Regions from separate parts of the Sus scrofa genome. Here regions 2, 3 and 4 are each linked to region 1. Evidence: chromatin contacts called from public Hi-C and HiChIP or PLAC-seq data. All regions are on one chromosome and are shown on one strand. The core of a region is the stretch at or near the end of the contact, and the rest is flanking DNA. Distances in the headings are between cores, read along the strand shown. Region 1 holds the start of SSBP2 (single-stranded DNA-binding protein 2). Region 2 holds the start of ZCCHC9 (zinc finger CCHC-type containing 9). Region 3 holds the start of ATP6AP1L (V-type proton ATPase subunit S1-like protein). Region 4 overlaps ATG10 (autophagy related 10).

Region 1 (3,054 bases), core at 251-2,750:
GTGGCATCCCAGGCCGGGAGGGGCTCTTTTCTTGCCAGCCTCCTCCGGGCTCCCACCGAAGATAACACCTGTATCTCCCCACCACCCCACAAACAACTCCTCCCTGCCTCCACGCTTCTCCCCTACCCGCGAGATCCCATTCGTACCACTGCCCCCTCCCCACCGCAGACAGCCCTCCTCCTGCTGGACGCCGCGGTTCCCACCGCTACCCCTCCGCGCGCCCTGCGACCCCCGCCCGGGCCGCCACGGCCCCCAGACCTTTGGGAGGCTGCAAGTCTCCAAAAAAAGTTCTCCAGCCGCAGCCGCCGCGGAGCTGGGTCGCCTGCGAGCGGCAAAAACGCCACCCAGCCCCAGCAGATCCCGCTTCTCGCCAGCACACTTTTCCTCCCCGGGAACTCGGTTCTTCTCAGACTCCCAAACTTCAGCTGCACCACCGGCGCCCCATGCCCCAGCTCGGTGAGGCGCCGGTGGCTGCGACTGCCGCGTTGCTCCGCGGGCCGGGGAAAATCCCGACGCCCACCCGGCCCACGCCCGCACACGCCCTCCTCGCCCCGCGCGCGTCTCCGCGCCCCGCGGGGCCCCGCTCGGCCGCTCCGCGCCCGGCTTCCGCCCGCCGCGCGCCCGGTACCTCCGCCCTGTCTTCGGCCGGCGCACCCGGGCCCGAGCCCCGGCGCCCGAGCCCCCGCCGCGGCGCCCCTCGCGGTGCCCGCCCCGACCCCCGCCGGCCCCTCCAAACACACATTCCATTCGCGCGCCCTTCTCCACGCACCTGCCCCCTCCCGCCGGCCCCGCGACCCCCAGTGGCTCTCCGTCCCCGCAGCCCCAGACCCTAGTTTTAAAGTTACTTTATGAGGAGGTGAACCCACGGGTTATTTCCCTCAATCACCCAAACAAGTTTCCATCCTCGCCACCAGCAGCGCCGCCGCCCCCCAATACACTCGCTCCCTCCCGACAGCAGCCCCCTACGGCCGCCCGCCCCACGAGAGCACCTCCTGGGAAACAGCCTCTCCCCTCATCGCATGCCCCCACCTCGCGTACCCCTCCCCCTGCCAGCCCACCCCCGGTTCTCCCCGGGCGGAGAGTGTCTGTGTGTCTGCGTGCCTCAGAGAGAGTGTACGAGTGCGTGTGTGTGCGCGCGTGTGAAGGCGGAGGTGGGTGAGAAGCGGAGACACTTACTTCTCCCGGGCCTGGCTGTCGGACGGGACGGCGCTGCTGTTACTCTTGCCTTTGCCGTACATGCTTGTGCCGAGAGCAGCTCCCACTGTCACGCACCTGTCAACCCATCACAGCCTCCCCGGGAACAGCCCCGTCCCCATGGCGACCCACGCAGCCACCCCCACTATTGGCCGCCCCACGCCAAGGCTCCGCCCCCTTCGCCCAGGCAACGCGCGAGACTGACAGGCCTCCCCCTCCCTTCGGCCTGCCGAAGCGCGCGGTGGCTGCCACAGCCTAAGCGGCAGTCTCCTCCCTCCTTCCCTCCCTCCCGGGTTCCCTCCCTCCTTCCCTCTCCGCTCTCCTCCCTCCACCCGCTCTTCTCCCCCCTCCCCCCTCCGAACCCCGGCGCAAGGGGGGAATTAGAAACTGCTCTAGAAGGATTTTAAACAACTGGCTGTTCTCTCCGTCGCCGCCCCTCCCCCCGCGCCGCCCGCGCTCGGCTCCTCACTGGAGAGAAGGCGCCGGGAGGAGGGGAAAGTGCGGCCTGGAGTCTCCGGCACTAGCCGGCGGAGCTGGAGCCGTGGCGGCCCCAGACTTCTGGGCGCCCGCTGAGCACACAGGCAGACCTACGACCCAACCGCCCCGGGGACCCCCAACCAGCCCCTTTCTCTCACTCCTCTCCTGTCTGTGACCCCCGCGCCGGAACCCAGGGGTGATCGCTGCCGCTCTCGGCCCCACTCCCCGGGTGTCGCCCCCGCCCTGCTCCCAGAGGGCTGGCTGGCGAGGGAGACACGCGCTCGACCTTCTGGCTGAGCCAGGGAGGGACTGCGCCTCCGGCCCTTGGCGCCGCTGGGGTGGCGTCGCCTGGCCCCTTGAGCCGCGCCCTGCATCCCAGGGGAGCACTCTGCCTCGGGCCTGCCTCCTCTCTTTAGAGATGAGCTTGCCTCCCAAAGATGGCCCTGTGATTCATGGGGCCTCGGTGGCCCCCATCCTGTCCCCCTAAGACCTGAGCCCCGCGGCGCACCATTCACCAGCTTCCCTGCCAGATGTGCTGCAGAGAAGGGCCCCAGGTGTGCCTGCTTTTCCAGCCTTGGTCACTGATGTCAACTTACCCTGACCTTTGGAATGGAAAGGGTCTTAGAAGCCTTTAAGGACCTCCCTGTCCTTGTCTATGAGAATAGGCCCCAGCCGTTCTTCAAGGTGTGCAAAGCTTTGCTAGAGCTAAAAGGCTGCCCGAATATTTCTGGATCCAAGCTCATAATCCCATTTTAGTAAATGCACAAAAGTTTATAAAACACACATAACCTGTTTCCCAACAGAACTCCATCCTTTATCTTGTGGAGATCCTTGGATGTAAAATCAGAGAGAGTGCAAATGGGGTTAAAAAGAAGAGATGGGCATCAAATGGGGAGTGACAGGGGAAGGGGGGGTGCAGGTGAGGGTCAGATGGGGGAAAACATCAGGAAAAGACGAATAGACATGGAACAGCTATGGGAGGAGAGAGGAAATAGGATTCAAATGAGGAAAGGCACCCTTCTATTCCTCACATTCACCTTAAAGCTTTTATAGTAGGATCATAAAAATGTATATGGAGATACAGAGATAGATGGAATGGAAAGAAATGGGCTTGTGTGGGTATTGACAGCAAGTGATAGGAATAAAACATCAACAGAAGGTTAAGGAAGGGCAGTTAGTAAAAATGAGACAGAAAATCACAAAAGGTTCTGGCAACCAAACATAAATCAAAAACAGAGAAATGAAGAGAAAAGGCCTGCTAGGGTTAAGGGAAATTAAAAAAATTAAGTAAAATGTAAAAAGATAGGTAAGAGTAACACAAACAGGATTAAATGAAGTATACACAGAATATGATAGCAAAAGAAGATGGCAAAAACATTAGAG
Region 2 (3,054 bases), core at 414-2,913, 420 kb before region 1:
TACCATACCAAATTCCAGTATTCCTACAGTATTGACTTTAATCTTTACTCTTAAAATAGGGTCATTTTCTAGCTTACTTTAACAAGCATTGCAAAATATTTATTCTTCATTTAGTTAGCAAAACATAGGAGCATCAACTACATATCAGGCAACGGGGATACAATAACTTATTACAAAATGCATTATGCAATTATAAATTTGAAAAACACCATAAGGAAATATAGACTGCTATGAGTGAGCACTAGGGATTGGCCCAGTTTGGGGAAAGGAGCTTTGGAAAGCTTACTTGAGAATTAAATGTTAAAAAATCCTTGAAGGGTGAGGAGATGTTAATTGGAAGAAAAATAGGAGGAGAAGCATACAAAGTGAACAGCATGCTTAAAGGTAGAGACAGAAAGATGCACGTGGCATTTGAGAAACTGAGGAGCAAAGAGTCCCATGCAGGGAGCTCAGGAAAAAGGGGGAGCTTGTGCAGGGTGAGGCTAGAGAAGTAGGCAGACACTTAACGTCTTGTTTATGAGTTTGAAGTTCTTCCTAAGAACGATGGGAAACTGGTGTTCCTCTTGTGGCTCAGTGGTAAGGAACCTGACTAGCATACATGAGGAGGTAGGTTTGGTCCCTGGCCTCCCTCAGTGGGTTAAGGATCTGGTATTGTGCTGTGGGGTAGGTTGCAGATGCAGCTTGGATCTGGCTTGGCTGTGATCCCCTAGCCTGGGAACTTCCATACTCTGCGGGTGCGGCCCTAAGAAGACAAAAACAAAACAAAAACAATGGGAAACTATGGAAAGGTTTAAATCAGGGGAGCAACAATCTGGTTTACATTTCAAAAGCTTGCCTTGCTAAGGCTTGGAAAATGAATTCGAGGGAGTGGAGCAAGAACAGATGCCCAGATCAGCCGCCAGTAATTCAGATAGGACATGATGAAAGTTGGAACAAGAGTAGTAGTATTAGTGATGAAGTAGACAGATACTTAAGAGGTAAAAATGGATCGACCATGGCAATGGGGATGGGAGCAGTTGCCCTGGTGAACTCAGTGGATGCCAATTTTTACAACAAGCAGGAATACTGGTGGTGGCTGTTGCGGGGAGGGGGCGTTGTTGAGCTAAAGAGTTGTTTGGGAGACTTGGGTTTCACTCTTAAAAAGAGAACATCTTTGGCTTCACGGGGTGTTATTTCAGGTTCATCCTTAACTAGCACTGCGCAGGCCTAAGCGGCTCCATCCTCCATCCAAGAGGGCGCCAAATGTCCTTTTCGGATTTCTATAACAATGATCCACTGCCACTGCGCTAATAGGTTTACTTTACCTCTGTTTGAAAAGATCTAACTCTCTCCCAACGCCAATTCCAAAGAAATGTTTGTTTTATTTTTCAAGTCCAGTACAAAGATCCCTTGTCAAGGAAAGCTCTTTCGGGCCTCCCTCACCCCACGAACCCTCCCACCCATCTCGCTCACTATGGTGTGCGTTCCACACAGCACAGATTGTGCACTCTTCATCTTTGCGCCTCCGCCTTCCAACACAGTGCTCTTCAAACACCCGGCGCTCTACATTTACCAATTAGCCACATTTACCGGCGCTGAGAAGTCAGCGCCGTTCAGGTGCACCTCCACCGGGGCCAGCCGATGGCCCGCCGGAAGTGACGCACCCTCAGGGCCCACGTACTTCCTCTACAGGGTGCCGCCTCCGCTGCCGCCGCGGCAGGGGTACGGGTTTCTCTGGCCGGCCAACTCAGCTGCCCTGGAGGATTCGTGCATGGTAAGAGGTTGCGCGCCGGGGAATGAGGTGGTACGGGCCCCTAGTTTGTTTCTGAGGACCCGGCGGAAGGGCGGAGGGACTGGCGGCTAGGTCCCTAAGGGCCCCCAGGCGCCAGTTGGGGCCGGGGCACCCGGCTCCCCGACCGGCCTAGGGTGTCGGCGCCGGGACCGGCTTCAGCTGTAGGGAGCTGGCCGCTTGGCCGGCGTGTCCAACCCCTGTGGGGCCATTCGGGCGAACGGTGTCAAGCGACCGGGTCCTCGGAGCTTCCCCTTCCCAGATGCTCAGGGAAAGGAGAAACCATCTCCTCTTGAACAGTTCCTGTCCCTACTGTGACAGACACAGGATCTGCAGCGACGAGTGTGCGTGCGTGGTGTGAAGTGGCGTGCCGCGCACGGCCCACGCCTGCTTATTGGCTCCGCCCCACAGCTCTTGTGGCAGCAGCTGATGTTTTAACACTGGTTGGTGCACAGGATACTGCCCTAGAAGGGAGGCGGCTTCATAATGGAAAATGATTGGAAACAACCAGGCTGGACGTAGCTTACACTCTGGAGGAAGATCTAGTATTATCACGTGACTGCAAACACTTTTATGTATTTTACTTCTCAGTCTGCCGCAGAGTTGTAATGACAAACATCACGTCAAAGGAGAGGATTTGTGCAGGCTTACCACTTTACTATGCAAATTGCTTGCAATGAAATGGCAGACCCAGCGAGAAGATTGAAAGAAAGTAGACTTTCGACTTAGAGATAGGAAAAATAAACAGCTGGGAAAACTGCAGAATTGGGGGAAAGTAACTTCATTTACTGTATGATTTAATTTTGAAAATAATGTAGTTTCTTATGAATTGTTTTCCAATAGGAAGCAAGTATTTATATCCCTGTTTTTGTTGTTTGTTGTTTTACTGGTCTGATAGCTGTGGCAAGGGCTAGATTTATATTACAGGCATATTTCCCCAGTGTGTTACATAATTAAACATGTAGATATCTAAATGAAATAAGTGACTTAATAATTAAAACTTTGGGAGGTCCTGTCGTGGCTCAGCGGAAATGAATCCCACTAGGAACCAGGAGGTTGCCGGTTTGATCCCTGGCCTCATCAGTGGGTTAACGTATGAGCTGTGGTGAAGGTCGCAGATGCGGTAGGATCTGGCCTGGCTGTGGCGTAGGCTGGCTGGACCCCTAGCCTGGGAACCTCCATATGTGGTGGGTGCGACCCTAGAAAGCAAAAAATAAAAAAATAAATAAAAATTAAAACTTTAACATATGGGTATGTGTGGTATAGTTATAGACATAGTTCTTTTT
Region 3 (3,054 bases), core at 309-2,808, 420 kb after region 1:
CCTCTGAAACATAAACAGCATTAATGGAGTGAGCTGACTTTCTGAAAAGGCACATATTTTAATTCATTAAAAAAAAAAAACCCACAATATTCCTACCTTTTTGACCTAATTCTAAATTGCTAAATTTCCACCAAGCTTTTCTCAGTCTTAGTTTAATGAGACCAATGGGAGAAACTTCTGGCCTCTTTATAGCTGTAAAATATGAAGGAAGAACTAGAGCTATAAAGCCTGGATTCAGATCCTCACTGCCACTAAACTTGAGACACCCACAAAATTACAATTGCCATTTTATAAAATCAAAAAACAATTGAGTACTGGTAAATAGATGCAGCATACTCTACATTTGTTTTCTCAAGAGCAAAGACGTGATTGACTGCAAAGATGAAATAGTTGATGGGTGCGACTTTCTTAGAACAGTTTCCACACATATACGCTCTTTTAATGTCCATTATTTCATTACTGTTACTTTTTCCACTCCAATGCCACAATTCCTTCGAAACAATGTTAAAGTTTGGAAACCTCTGGAGGTTATTTAACTTTCCAACAACTGCGGCTACATAAAGACCAAGGGTTTACAGCCAACCTTAAGGGCATTTTTCTCGAGTTACCCTACTCAAATCCTGAAGGACGCAACAATGTACTTACACTTTTTCAAGCACAATTCCCTTGGCATGAGAAGCGCCTCCGAAAGGGTTGGCCTTCAGGGCTGTGCCCAAATGGGCTTTCTTGTACTGTTTATCGTGCCACTTCTGGTCCCGTCGGTGGCTACGGAGCTTCCTGGCAGTACGAAGACCGCGACACTTGCCTAAAAATCGAAATCACCTTAGTTCTGCACAATATACACCTAATCACATTTTACATCTTTTCAGATCCTAGTCTCACCTTGACTACAGACCGATAGACTCTGACATCACGCTCATGGCCCGAGCCTCAAGGTCCCCCTTGGACCAGGGACACAAGCGCTCCAACGGCTCTGCTTTCCCCAAAGAATGAGAACCCTCGGCAATTCTCAGGGGAAGCGGCGGCGGGCCCCCTGCGTCCCTCAGCGATTCTGGCTCCGCGGCCTCCGCGCCGCATGGGCCCGTTCCCGCCGGGCCATGTGCCAGCGGCAGTCGCGCTACCCCGGCTCTCATCATCGGTCGTCCCCGTGGCTCTCCCTCACCCCTCTGCTCCTATCTGCCCACTTGTCCTCCCGAAACCCTAAGTTCCACGTGCGGCCGCCCTCAGCACAGCCCCCGACAGCTCACCCATCCTGCCGGCGCCACGGGCCTGAGCAAAAGAGAGAAGTAAGACAGGAAGGAACCACAAACCCCCGCGATCAAGCCCCGCCCATCCGAGGACCCTGCGGCTGTCTGCGCAGAGCCTGGTCCGGTAGCCGCCTCTCGGTAGAAATCTACAAGCCTGCACCACTTTCCAGAATCTGCGTCTTATTTAATTTGTGTGCAATTCAGATGTATCCAATTTTCACCGTGGTTTATTTCTTTTTAACGAGAATGCGGCGGGCAGAAGGGACGAGGACTACCAATCCCAGAAGCCTTTGCCCAAGCCCTTCCCACAGCGCAGGCGCTCTGGGCAAACCCCCCCGCTGCAGGTTCAGTGGAGCTGAAGTCGGAAGAAGAAATCTTGCTCCTGTGTGTACGTGTGGTGGAGTGGGGCATTGTGTTTATGTTGTGTAAAATTAGACTTCGGAGCCTTAACTGCTACTGACAAGAAACACAGTACATTGAAAAAAACTTTAGTAAAGCAACATGCCGTACTGTATATAGACCCACGCTTTAATGCGAGATCGCGCCTTAAATTCCAAAGCTGCTACTTTGACTGTGCGACCTTGGGTGATTCATTTAATTCTTTAAACCCCAGTTTCTCCTGGAAAATTAAATAGATAAGTTTTCTGGGATGTTAGTTCATTTCATAATTACTTTTTAAAAATGTCTTCCCTGTTCTGGGCTCTGTTCTAGGCACTAGGGCTGCAACAGGGGATACAATTTTCGAGAGTGAAGGTTTCTGTTTTTATAAAAATCTATATTTTAGGTACGAGAAAGTAGAAAATAAAAGTATTTAAACGTCAAAAGATAATTTTAAGTATGACAAGCTCCTGAGAAAACACAGTTGGTTTGGTGTTAGTGACTTGGAGTGGGGGGTGGCTACTCTGGATAGGGTGGCGTTAGGAAGTATTTTGCTGTAGAGCGCTGAGATCTGTATTTAGTCACTTAATGATGGAACATGATGGCGGATAATGTGAGAAAAAGAATGTATATATGTGTGACTGGGTCACTTTGCTGTAGAGTAGAAAATTGACCGAACATTGTAATCCAGCTATAATGGAAAAAATACAAATATTTTTTTTTAAAAAGAAGGTGTCTCTGGAGAGTTTATATTTGAGCTGAGATCCTAAAGAGAGGGAGCCATTCAGACAAGCATATGGGTAAAGCCTTCCAAGAAGAGGTGTTCTCATAAGTAGCATGGGCTGAACTGAAGGATAGGGGTGGAGGAGCTGCATGAGGAGTAGTGTGGCATTAGATGAGGTCTGAGGGGTGCCTAGAGACATGGAGCCTGTAGACCATGGTAAACCATGTAGACCATGACTTTGTTTACTCATCCTGTGATTTTGAAAAGTTTGAAAACTTTGGAAAGTTTTCAGCTGGGGAGTAACAAGATAGGATTTATATTTTTCTAGGCTCACTCTGGCTTTTGTGAGGAGGAAAAAACGAAGAGATGAATCTTTGAGTCCAGTTGGGAGGGTGTTTTGATAGTTCACTTGAGAGGTGATGATGGCTTGGACTCAGTCCAAGGTGGTAAGAAATGTTGAATTGGATGTAGTTTGATGGTAGAGCCAACAGGATTTACTCAGAAACGTAGGATGTGAAAGAGAAGTTAATTATGATCTTCATCCTGCTCAGATTGGATAACTTGTGTTATTTATTGAGCGGGAAATACTGGGAAAGGAGCAGAATTTAGAAGGGGCTATCAAGGGTGCTGTTAAGTGTGTTAAGTTTGAGATGCTTGTGAGACATCCAGGTAGCTATGTGAGGTGGGCAGTTGATACATGGGTGT
Region 4 (3,054 bases), core at 262-2,761, 320 kb after region 1:
ACATTTACATATAAGGCAGAAAGCAGATTTGGAAAATTATTCTTGAGAGAAAAAAATAGAGTTAAAAATAAGAAAACTGTGGGTGAGGTAAGGCTTTACCAGTAAATTTTCTCATGCTTTAGAAAGAGTATCGAGACTTGAGAGTGAATGATATCATCCCAGCCTTAAGTCTGATCTTCAGATTCTTGGCCTCCTGCCCAACGTTGACTAAGCCCCCCTGGCCCTTTTTCTTTTCTTTACTTTAAACAAGTAGGAACAACTTAAAGCTACAAGGTTTATTTACTCTAACTTTACGGTAAAGATTTCTTTCCATCTCAAGTGATCCCATTAACTCAAAAGTACCCATGTCTCCTTCCCCAAGCACTAATTATTATTTCAGGAACTGTTTATCAATCCGTTTAAGCTGTATTTTAAAATAGCGCTAACATTTCCTTCAGCCATCTATACATCTCTGATGCCTCAGCTTCCTGCCATGCTGTTACTCAACTCATTCCCTTTGCCAAGGTGGAACACCCTGTCTCCTCTGAGGCCTTGGCTAATAAAGCTTATTTAATCAGCAGCCGCGTGGAGTCCTCACCCTGCAGTGCTGCTGGGACTCCCCACTTCACATTGTCCTCTGACTAAACTGGGTCAGCATTTTGAGGCCCCTCCACCCTGGACTCAGGGACAAGAAGAGCCACTTCCCCAGCCCACCCTCCCCTGTTTCTCGTTTTCTATCTGGACTTAGCAGCCTTTTGCATTTTGAACAGCCTTCTAACCTTTTCTGGATAGCTAAGACATCTGAATTTAGCCAGTGATATTTTATTTTTAATTAAAAAGTAGCTTAAGCTGCTTTGAATGTGTATTTGGTAGATTTAATCACTTGCTGCCTTATATTGTTTAATGGTCTCTAATTTTGCAGTGTTGGCGGTTTAACAAGCACTTAGGATTTAAAACACAAGAACAAATTCTCATAGACTCCCTGGTGAGAAGATTTTAATCTGAGGTGCAGTTCCTAAGAACTGACAATTTGGGGTAAATTTTCAGCATGGGACATGGGGAATTGAGGACACTGATAGTTCACTAATTCACAAACTCTTGCTGCAGATTTGTCCATATGATTATTATAGGTGTTTAAAACACTCACCTTATCGTAATGCTGCTTGGTTTGGATCCCAGAGGTTAAAGGAAGTTTCTTGTCAGTGAGCTGTGTTATACTAAAAAGTAGAAGGAGATACATTTATTTGCTGGGGTGGGGGGAGGAAAATGTCCTTCTGGTTTGGTTTGCAGTAGCTCTTTCTGGTACCTTCCAGTTTTAAAGCCATGTCTTTTGAGGCTGCAGGTAGAGAAAATAGGACACTACTTTTTCAATACTGTACTTTCATATAATTAGTATTCACCATAAGCAGTTAATCACCAGAGAAGAGCTCCCAGAGACAAAACAAGTTGTTTAGCTTGTCAGCATTAGGGAATCAGAGGTGTTGAAACATGACTGCTTCTAGCTGGAAGTGGGTCTTGCCGAGGCCGGTGGATGAGCTCATACGTGTGCTTTGCTCTTGTGTGCCAACAGCTCCCCTTACAGTACAGCACAGTAATTGTTCCTGCAAGTCCAATTATATTTTAATGAAATTTGTATACTTCCTAAGATCTTTTCTTCATTATGGTTTTCTTTAAAAAAAAAAACTAGCTATTTTGGATTCTATTTATATATTTTTAAGATGCTCTTCATTTATGCTTTTATAAAGGAAACCAAAACAAGTCATTTGTTTTATGTAGGAGGATTTCTTCTTCTCCACCCTTCATATTCTGTGTTATATAGAATGAACAGTAGGAATTTTTGAATTCCGGAAGTCATGTAGTGGTTTTCCAGGTACATTAAAATATCAAATTTAATTTTTGCAAAGCATACTGAATGCTGTCTTGTGGAGAAACACGAAGATGGTTCTTTTCTTTATCATACCCTCATAATTCCTTTTCTCTTTTCTATCTAGCTTAACCTAATGGGTGTTCTAAAAATGTATTGCCCTTTACTCTGGAGTCAGAATTTTTCATTTATTCCCCTCAGTCTATTCCTTCTTCACGTGTTTCATGGTTACTCTGGCCTTTGATCTTTTTGTTAAGCAAATCTCTATCAGTGGGGTGAATGGATTCCTAACATCTTCCTTTTATTCCAGGTCCAGATTTTTCTTTGTCTCATTCTAAGAGACTTCTGACCTAGAAAAAGGATGGCTATAAAATTTCTTGCTCAGGGGTCTTTTTGTTGTTGTTGTTGCTTCAAAAATAGTTCACTTAGCCTTGTTTTTGACAGATATTTAGAACTTCTTTTGCGTTTGACTGTTACTAAAAATTAGTTTCTCTGCTTTGCTCTGAATTTTCATTCCAGAACCTCTTTTCTTTTTTAGGTAAAGCAGTAGTAAGTAGTTCCCATTTAAATTGACAATACCTTTCTTTCATCAACTGGCTTAGATTTCAGAAGAAATTGTTATTTTGTTTCTTGAAATGCAAATCCATTGGGCTGTGGTTACCTCTTACTCCTTTACATGTCCAGTGTCCACCAGGCCAACTATTGCCTAAGACTCAGCTAACACACCAGTTGTTCTTGTCACTCCCATGTCATATCACATCACATCACATTAAATCGTATGTACATACTGCACTATAGCAAGAAGTTATTTGTTTACTTACCTCCGATAAAATGGTAAGCCAGAAGGTAAGGGTTTAAGGTAAAAAAAGAAAGAGGAAGGAAATTAATAGTGAGTACTAAAAAACCTACAAACTGACAAGCTTTATTCACAGCTGTGTGTGTATAATACATATATGACATATGTATTATTTGTCCTACTCATTTTAATACCCACAGTATCAACTGCGGCACAGTATCAACAAGTACTCATTAAATGAACCAGGAGGAGGAATTTCTAACCACTCTGAATACAGCCTAAAGATGGAAACCTTGTGATGGTACCTTAATTGAACTTTTTTGCTGTGTTATAAGGAAAGGAGTGATGCTGTTGTCTCCAGGAAACGCAGAACCTAAACCATTTATATATCTTACATGTCTTTACTCTTTAGCCT

What was found. Hi-C and Micro-C count contacts between places; a contact is called where the count stands out from the background. HiChIP or PLAC-seq counts read pairs in DNA pulled down with a chosen protein or histone mark.
Region 2: a contact with region 1 is called in a Hi-C map of embryonic fibroblasts, with 4 times the contacts expected there. The contact joins the promoter of ZCCHC9 here to the promoter of SSBP2 in region 1. A contact is called at or near these places in 3 of 47 Hi-C or Micro-C datasets (embryonic fibroblasts, fetal skeletal muscle and heart right ventricle) and 1 of 2 datasets of contacts at active chromatin or transcription factors (skeletal muscle).
Region 3: an H3K27ac HiChIP or PLAC-seq map of alveolar macrophages shows a contact between it and region 1. The contact joins the promoter of ATP6AP1L here to the promoter of SSBP2 in region 1. A contact is called at or near these places in 1 of 5 promoter capture datasets (fetal liver), 1 of 47 Hi-C or Micro-C datasets (liver) and 1 of 2 datasets of contacts at active chromatin or transcription factors (alveolar macrophages).
Region 4: a Hi-C map of fetal skeletal muscle shows a contact between it and region 1, with 3 times the contacts expected there. The contact joins the enhancer-like site here to the promoter of SSBP2 in region 1. A contact is called at or near these places in 9 of 47 Hi-C or Micro-C datasets (adipocytes, brain, embryonic fibroblasts and 6 more) and 1 of 2 datasets of contacts at active chromatin or transcription factors (skeletal muscle).

What each region holds. Positions count from the first base shown.
Region 1 is chr2:90,261,790-90,264,843 of Sscrofa11.1, forward strand. SSBP2 (single-stranded DNA-binding protein 2) reads right to left here and starts at 1,501. Exons shown (of 16, transcript XM_021084508.1): 1 at 1,177-1,501. The coding sequence starts at 1,238.
Region 2 is chr2:89,838,349-89,841,402 of Sscrofa11.1, forward strand. It overlaps ZCCHC9 (zinc finger CCHC-type containing 9), which reads left to right and starts at 1,664. Exons shown (of 7, transcript NM_001244220.1): 1 at 1,664-1,753.
Region 3 is chr2:90,679,424-90,682,477 of Sscrofa11.1, forward strand. ATP6AP1L (V-type proton ATPase subunit S1-like protein) reads left to right here and starts at 1,559. Exons shown (of 11, transcript XR_002341797.1): 1 at 1,559-1,631. RPS23 (ribosomal protein S23) reads right to left here and starts at 1,258. Exons shown (of 4, transcript NM_213764.1): 1 at 1,248-1,258; 2 at 646-805; 3 at 1-3. The coding sequence starts at 1,251.
Region 4 is chr2:90,580,825-90,583,878 of Sscrofa11.1, forward strand. All of the region lies in intron 4 of ATG10 (autophagy related 10), which reads left to right. Among named protein-coding and RNA genes, the nearest start is that of RPS23, 98 kb to the right of the region's middle. Within about 2 kb of position 1,512, at least 37 of the 83 cell types and tissues checked have an H3K27ac peak or open chromatin away from gene starts, as enhancers often do. A contact at or near this core is called in brain and fetal skeletal muscle, where this site is marked.